Linked DNA regions of Mus musculus: regions 1 and 3 are each linked to region 2. A link is a contact called in public Hi-C data. All regions are on one chromosome and are shown on one strand. Each heading gives the region's core, a stretch centred on a gene start, on an enhancer-like site or on the middle of the called end of the contact. The rest is flanking DNA. Distances are from core to core; before and after follow the strand shown.

Region 1 (2,700 bases), core at 198-2,697, 830 kb after region 2:
CTCCACATATACACCACAGCACACACATATCTCCAACTAACAAAATAAATACTAAGCATGAGAGTTTGGGAGAGATAGAGCTCTTCTTAGGACACATAAATTGTAGAATTCTGTACTGTGAATTTAACAGTTACCATCTTAATGAGTCCTTGTGAGTACCCATGACAGACCCTCATGTTGGGCCTTTTGACATCCCTTCATAGAAGGAAGCATTTAGGAGAAACATTAGACTCTTGCTTGGGATGCTAGCCCCTCACTCTCTCCATGTGCTCCTGTCCCAGATTTATATAATCCTTCTTTAATTCACAGGGTCTCAGGAAGTGCTAGAGTATTTGGAAGATGGAAGGTTAAGTTAAAGGAAAAGTGCTGTGCCATCATGGGAACATCATTATCCACATTAGAGTGAGATGTTCCATTGATGTCGCCGTTTGGGGCCACCCATGCTTTTGTAAGTAAGTCTAATACACTCATTGATTCACCAAACTAGATTTGGGTACAATCTATCACTCTCTTGTCCTGTCACGGTATTTGGGGTAAGCAGATGCTTGGTCCTATCTCTCAGGATACGTCTGCAAAGCAGCTGGTGCAATACAGTGTTTTCCCCTTTTCTTTCTCTAGAGTCTAGTCCAGAATTTCATTTCTTATCCAGGATATTACAAAGAGCAAGCCTGTGGCCAAAGAAGTGCTAACAGATCTGACTCTAACAAACACCACACTGTGCTTTCTGACAAGGTTAGGATAGGATGAGGAAGCCGGTGGAAGCTTTGGGTGTTTAACTCCGGAATGTAGCATCGTTGAGAATGAAATCACCACGGTCCTTGTCTGGGAAGGCAAGACACAGCAGGAGACACACAAATACACTAAGGTATTGGAGTCAGTAACACACTGGTTGTCCCTCTATGGTTTTTGGAGAACATTTACTTAAAAGTGAGTGAGTAGCAATATTGCAAAGATGTAGGCTTCCAGCGGAAAGCTCTCAGCTTACCCTGAACTTGAGGTCACAGGACTGCCTGGAGTTTCAAAACACTAACTCCTTCTGTGAGAGCAGTAATTTAATACGCAGGCTTCTATTGTGCTTGGCCAAGCTTACCTAAATTACTTTTTTACGATGGATGGTTAAACTTGACCTTGTAGATTTGTTTTTGGAAACTATTTTTTTTTTTTTTTTTGGTAGTCTGAAATCCATTAGCGTTCAATTTGAAAACATCCTCTTTATACAATGTAAACAAACATCTGCCCAGTTTCAGTAAGCTTTGACTTTTCTAAAAGCCTTAAGTTGGGCCTGGTAGGAGGCTGGGAATGAGCAGCTTCTATTGTGTGGGAGGTGTTTTCACGGATACAGAAGGAGCAAAATGTCCCCACTGGTCCCAATTACCATAGCCCCTGCCTCCAAGGTTCCTGCCTGCAGCTCATCTCTTTGGTGAGGAAATGACTAGTTCATGAAGCTGTTCACAGCAGGGTAGTTTAGCTCCCACTGGCAAGTTTAGCTCCCACTGGCAAACATCCCATAGGGCTCTTCTACCTCCTGGAAATCATTCTTTTTCCAACTCAGGGGAGAGATTGCTCTCAACGATTTTAAATGGCACCCTGTGCTCAGCGGGCTACAAACGGAAGAGGAGTTAATTATTCCATTCAAACAACCAAAATCGAACACTGCAGCAGAGATGGAAACTTAAAATCAGTAGCAGGCTTTGAGAGCACTAGGAACAGAGCAGACACAGAAAAAGAAAAAAAAAATCATTTGAAAATCTAATAATGTTGCTTCACAATAACGTGCAGAGCCCCGGCATTTCATGCCTCAACTGTGTCTCCTTGTCTCTGCCCCTGGTGTCCCAAAGCTCTTGACCTCAATAACAGGAAATGACCTCATCAAACAGGAAATGACCTCACCAAACAGGAAGTATTCACAAAGGGCAAGGACCTAAATCAATCTCTTTGTGCCCAGAAGATGCAGAATTCAATTGGGAGGTTGGGGAGGAGTGAGAAACCCGCACAAATAAAATCAGAAATATGAGCAAAACATAACAGTGTTTAAACCAACACACAGTGCCAACACCTAGTGAAATGAGAACACTCACTCATCTGGGGCAAGATGAAGGATGATTCTTGAGACAGGAAATGGATTTTGAAGAAAGATTGAATTGGAGTGGGAAGGGGTGGATTTATGAAGACTGTATTTCATGAGTGAGAGAGAGAAAAATGAGCAAAAAATAAATAGGATAGACCCAGGAATAGAAAACAGAACATGATGGAGTCTGCAATGTACCTTAATATTATTACATCATTCAGAACCCATTCGAGAGTGAGGATTCACACCTGCTAATTTAACAGAAGGGAAATAATTTGAAAAAGAATAGCCTACATATAAAGTTATGAAATGGTGCATAGGAAGGTAATGTAGTACTGCAATGGATTGCAGCTTAAGGGGGAAAAAAAGGAGTTTACAAATTTAAAAGTCGTTTTATTAACTTTCACAATGTTACCTCCATCTTAAAATTTTTCTGTGTCCGCGTGTCTGTCCTTTTATTCACTCCTTTGCCACTTCTTATGGGGGCTTAAGGTCAAGAGTGAAGCCATGTGGGTTATGGTACTGCCTCCCACAGAATATAAACTAGCATGAGACCCAGTGGCTGGTTCAGCTCTTGCGCTGCTATGAACTATTGTGATCAGCAGGAAGTGGCAATGCGACACTGTAAAGAA
Region 2 (2,700 bases), core at 89-2,588:
AGGAAGAGAAGGAAAGAAAATGTGAATCAACTGTCTTGTTTCTAGAGAAAGGCACAATCTTGTCTTCTAGAGAAAGACAAGTAAGTCAACAATGGTGCTGAGGACAGCTTGAAAGTAGGAGAGAAAGATCAGAAAATTTAGATTAACTGAAGGCACGGGTTTCTCAGAGGGAACTGGAGGGCTCTTGGTTCGATCGCTTAGCACTTACTGACTCAGGCATCAATCCCTAGGACATTTTTTTTTTTGCCATATCCAGGGATCCATCCCATAATCAGCTTCCAAATGCTGACACCATTGCATACACTAGCAAGATTTTGCTGAAAGGACCCTGATATAGCTATCTCTTGTGAGACTATGCCGGGGCCTAGCAAACACAGAAGTAGATGCTCACAGTCAGCTAATGGATGGGTCACACGGCCCCCAATGGAGGAGCTAGAGAAAGCACCCAAGGAACTAAAGTGAACTGCAACCCTATAGGTGGAACAACAATATGAACTAACCAGTACCCCAGAGCTTTTGTCTCTAGCTGCATATGTATCAAAAGATGGCCTAGTCGGCCATCACTGCAAAGAGAGGCCCATTGGACTTGCGAACTTTATATGCCCCAGTACAGGGGAACGCCAGGGCCAAAAAGGGGGAGTGGGTGGGTGGGGGAGTGGGGGGGTGGGTATGGGGGACTTTTGGGATAGCATTGGAAATGTAAATGAGAAAAATACCTAATTTAAAAAAAAGAATGAAAAGCTAATGGCATTAGTAATAATAAAATTAAAAAGAGAAGATTAAAACTCATTGTGCAGACTTTCTGTGATTTAAAATAATTTTTATAAATTCTCTATCAATATCTTCATCTGTTTTGTAGACCAGGCAGGCTTTAAGTACTTTGTCTTTTCTGATAACCTAAAACAAGGCAGAAGTTTCCTCTCTTTCCTCTCACATCCCTCCCTCTTTTCTCCTTTCCTGCAGTTCAATGTGAAGTACTTTATTTAAACAAACCCAAGCCAAGTTCTGCTGTCAGAGATTTCCATGCCAAGTCCTACCCAGGACACTCAGGCTCCGTTCCAAGTACTCCGATGTGATGTCTGTGGCAGTTGTGCGTAAGAAAGGGAGGGTGGGGGCCAACCCTGAGGCTGTCTGTAACAGTAACTGATGGAGAGCATTTGGCCCGAGCTGAGTGCACCTCCTTTCAGCAGAGTCATTTGTTGATAATGTCCTTCGCCAATCTGACGGCTCACATTGAGACAACTCGAGTAAGGAACAATTGTATAAATCACAGGGGCCAAATACAAATGTGAAACAAAGCATAAATAAACATAACTGTGCAGACTGCAAACGTCCGCAGGCTAGGTCACAGGACACTTGAGAACACAGCCAGCAAGACACGAACGCGAGCATGTGCTACGATAGACGAAGATGTTTAAAGAAAGTAGAAAAGAGGGTCAGGAGAGATGGCTCAGCTGTTAAGATTCTGCGATGCTCTTGTCGAGGGTCTGAGTTCAGTTCCCAGAAACCATGTCAAACAGCTCCCAACAGGCTATAAGTTCAATTCAAAACAGAGCTCATGTTTCTGGACTCTGAAAGCAGCCTGCTCCTGTGCACATGCCCATACTCACATAGGCACACTTAACAAATAAAATTGTAATTTGCCTCTGAGGGCACCCATATTCCTGTGCACAGACACAGGCACACATACAGTACACACACAATTAATGTATAACATTAATATTTTAAAGGAAAATCAAGTGTTCCATACATGTATGTAATGAATTTTGTGATTTTTTTCCCACCTCCATTTTGCCTCTGTCTTCCCAACTCCTCCCACTTGAATGTCTTATTCCTGTGTTATACACTGGCTTTCCTTAGAGTTTCTCCTCTGAGCTTGGGTGTGATACCATTTACTGGGGTAAAGCTAATTTAACAGTGGCTACACTATTGAAGAAAATGCCACACTCTTTTCCAAAAGGGTGTAGCTGCCAATAGCCCCCCAGACAGAAAAGGACTCATGGTTCTCCCTTATCCACAGTGTGATATTGGTAGAGAGAATCATGTGCAGAGACAAGCACACTTGCCTTGAGTTTTAAGTGCAATGGCTGTTATGTCCATAACATATTGTTTTTGCTGCTCAGTTCCTCATTTTCTGGTTCTAGTACCCCCTTCTGAGATGTCCCCTGAACATTAGCGGGATAACACTGATGTCCTGTTTAGGACCAGGCATCTCTCTGTACTTATTCCCAGCATTTCAGCCAGGTGTGGGATTGTATTATCCACGCCACACAGCATTAAGAAGCTTCCCAAGTGAATGGTAGGAACAGTACAAGTCTACCTGTACATTCGCAAGTACTTATACAGAGTTTGCCAATATGGACGTTTAGAAAAACAATAGGAGTCTTCTGAGAATAAGTTTAAAGTTATAGAGAAGTCCCAAGAGGCCTGCGCATGGTTCAAGCTGATAACAATATAAATAATACATTAGCCACACATTGATATGATTAGAAAGATCAATAACTATGAGGACCAGGGGAAAAAAAAAACATTGTTTCATTACTTCACCTATGGAAATAATCTAAAGATGTTCATTGGTGGGAAACAAGACCTACAAAACCTTTGTTTCTGGGGGCTGGGAGTGTGGCTTGATAGAGGGAGTGCTTGCTGTGCAACCGTGAGTATCCAAGCTCAATTCCCAGACCAATGAAAACAGTTAAG
Region 3 (2,700 bases), core at 180-2,679, 570 kb after region 2:
TATAAAAAAATCACGATCCTAAGCAACTCGAGGACAGGGCTTATTAGCCTCACGCGTTCTGATCACAGTCTAACGCGAAGGGAACTCAGAGCAGGAACACAGGGCAGGAACCTGAAGCAGGAACTGGGCAGTGGCAGAAACTGCTTGTTGTTTTTTTCCCTCCTGGCTTCTTCAGCCTGCTTCCTTACACAAGCCAGGACCACCTGCTCAGGGCTGGTCTCCCACATCAACTAATAAGAAAGAATATGCCCCACAGGTTTGCCTGCATGTCAGTCTAATGGAGGCATGTCTCTCAATTTAGGTTCCCCCTTCCCAGATGACCAGAGCTCATGTCAAGTTATTAAAAAATTAAGCAGCAAACACATCAGGTAAAGGAAAAGGCTGTGGCCTCAGAAGCCAGGAATGCATTTGGTATTACCTTCATCTCCTTCCACTAGCCTAGGGAGAGCCAAAAGCTTGGCGTCTGAAGCCACATTAGGTCGGGAGGGTGGTGGTAGTGGGAGCATGTCTGGATGGGTCTAATGTAATTTTAACACTGGGAAGTTTGTGTTTAATCTAGGAGAAAATGGTTTTACGGAGGTTCATTTCACTGGATAAGGGCAGATCCAAAAAAAAAAAAAAAAAAAAAAATCGAGAGCAGAGTTCCAGGAAGAAGTCCTGGGTGATGGAGGTGGAGGAAAAAGAGCCATCACTCGGTATCTTTTCTGGCCTAACTTTGATCTCTTCCCCATCTTAGATTTTTACCTCCCTGCCTCCTTCAATCCCAGATGCCGGTCCCCTTCTCTGAAATTATCCACGTCAAGCAAATATGCAATGATAATACATTTAAAAACCCACTTCCCATCTCCAAACACGGAGAAAAATGGGTCATTCTGCATCCTGTGCCCTTCTCTGGTACATTCTAAAGACAAAAATTCCAGATTGCAGTGGCGTGAAGGGTGACCTCCTACCAAAAGAAAAAGAAAATAGAAAAAAAAAAAATCCTGTTTCTTTTGCTAATGTTCTCGGCCTCGCTCCACCTCTCCAAATAGAGAGAACGAACTGCGGATAAAAATGCACGCATCGCAGCCTTAGCTCCTCAACCACATTTGGGAGAGGCCTGCGGGGTCGGGTGACTCAAGCTCGCGCGGGGACGAGCCGAGAGCGCTCCCGACTTCCCTGGAACCTTAACGTCCTACGGTTCACCTTCTCCCGATTGCGGGGTCCTCTCCCTGACCCAGATCACTCCCCAACTTGGTTCCCAGACCCCATCGGGAGCGCGGCTCCCCTTAGCCCAAGACGCCGCACCTGTGGGCTCTGGGTCGCCTCCCGCTGCGCTCGGGCGCAGCTCCCCGAGGCTCCGCTAGGGGTCTCTGTCGGGTGGCGAGCCGGGTGGGCGGGATCAGCTGACTCTGCCGGCTGCGAGCCCCGCCGCCTCGCTCCAGCTCTGTCAGTTTCCTCGGCGGCGGGAGGCGAGAGCACCGGGAGCAGAGCGAGCGCGGGGCCACCGGAGACGGCGGCGGCGGCGCGGACACAGCCAGGGCGCGGCGGATCTTCCACTCGCACACGGAGCACTCGGTGGCCCACGCAGGATCACGATGCTGCCCAGCTTGGCACTGCTCCTGCTGGCCGCCTGGACGGTTCGGGCTCTGGAGGTGGGTGCCGCGCCTTGGGAACGAGACTGGGGAGGCGGGCGCCGGGAGGACGCGATCCTCCCCACCGAGGAGCTTGAATCTCGAGACGTGGGGGGCTGTCACGGGTAGACCGCTCCTCGCCGCCCCCGCCTGCGGGCGCCCTGCGCTTCGGCGGCTCTGGCCCAACCCTGCCCGGGGACGCGCTGCCCGAGCGATGAAGAGGGAATGGGTTAGGGCGCTGGGGTCCCCATATCCGTGCCAGCCTAGGGCTGGAAGGCGAGGGGACGAGCCTGAACGCAGACCCTGACTCCTCCCTGCGTTGAGAGCTGGACTCCGGGATGCGAGAGACACCCAGTTCGAGGGGGAAGGGACACGTGTGGAAAACCGAAAGCGTAGCGTCTCAGGATTCAGTGCCCTGCGAGGAAATCGCCGCCCTTCCCCTTCCTTGGGGTCCTGGGTTGGAATGGGGGCAGCTCTGGATGCTGGGGAGCGCCTGGCTCACACTCCCTTCCCACCCCCGCCTGTCTTGACTGCGAAGCTGGGCTTTGCTCCTGGCGGCCGCGGGCGGCGGCTGCCTGCGCAGCGACCCTCTCCCGAGTCGGTGCGGGGTCGCGCACCGCCGCCTTCCTTTTGCAAACTTTGTGCATTTTCGTGTCTCCCTTTTGTGTAAGTTCCAAGTGATGGGAGGGATCGGAAAGTGCGGCCACCCGGCACCGTCCCTCAACCTGGACGTCCAGGACTCTTCAGTGCACCTCCAGTTTCTCCCTGAGTCTGAGAAGGTCCCCGGGAACAAAAGCCGCGACACCCCGCCCTCGCCGTCCAGGGCGCGGTGGCGGAGCCCTGGTAGTTGGTGCGCCACCGCCGTTCCTTTCCCCGAGCTGCGCGTCTGCCCCCGAGGGCCTAGAGGTGCTGCTAGGGCCCCGCGGTCTCCCACCCCCGCATCACCACCACCTACTGGCAATCCTGTGAGGGACTGCAAAGTCCTGAGAGAGAGAGAGAGAGAGAGAGAGAGAGAGAGAGAGAGAGAGAGAGAGAGAGAGAGAGAGAGAGCGAGCCGGGAGTGAGGCGTGCGTCTGGGAAGGGCAGT

What was found. Hi-C and Micro-C count contacts between places; a contact is called where the count stands out from the background.
Region 1: a contact with region 2 is called in a Hi-C map of uterus. The contact joins two enhancer-like sites. A contact is called at or near these places in 1 of 484 Hi-C or Micro-C datasets (uterus) and 1 of 115 datasets of contacts at active chromatin or transcription factors (cardiomyocytes).
Region 3: a contact with region 2 is called in a Hi-C map of uterus. The contact joins the promoter of App here to the enhancer-like site in region 2. A contact is called at or near these places in 4 of 39 promoter capture datasets (the 3T3-L1 cell line, 3T3-L1-derived adipocytes and cranial neural crest), 1 of 484 Hi-C or Micro-C datasets (uterus) and 2 of 115 datasets of contacts at active chromatin or transcription factors (bone marrow-derived macrophages and neural tube).

Annotation. Positions count from the first base shown.
Region 1 is chr16:84,918,483-84,921,182 of GRCm38.p6, reverse strand. No RefSeq gene overlaps it. Among named protein-coding and RNA genes, the nearest start is that of Gm10791, 52 kb to the left of the region's middle. Within about 2 kb of position 1,447, at least 39 of the 459 cell types and tissues checked have an H3K27ac peak or open chromatin away from gene starts, as enhancers often do. A contact at or near this core is called in uterus, where this site is marked.
Region 2 is chr16:85,746,594-85,749,293 of GRCm38.p6, reverse strand. No RefSeq gene overlaps it. Among named protein-coding and RNA genes, the nearest start is that of Adamts1, 55 kb to the left of the region's middle. Within about 2 kb of position 1,338, at least 48 of the 459 cell types and tissues checked have an H3K27ac peak or open chromatin away from gene starts, as enhancers often do. A contact at or near this core is called in uterus, where this site is marked.
Region 3 is chr16:85,172,436-85,175,135 of GRCm38.p6, reverse strand. App (amyloid beta (A4) precursor protein) reads left to right here and starts at 1,429. Exons shown (of 18, transcript NM_001198823.1): 1 at 1,429-1,634. The coding sequence starts at 1,578.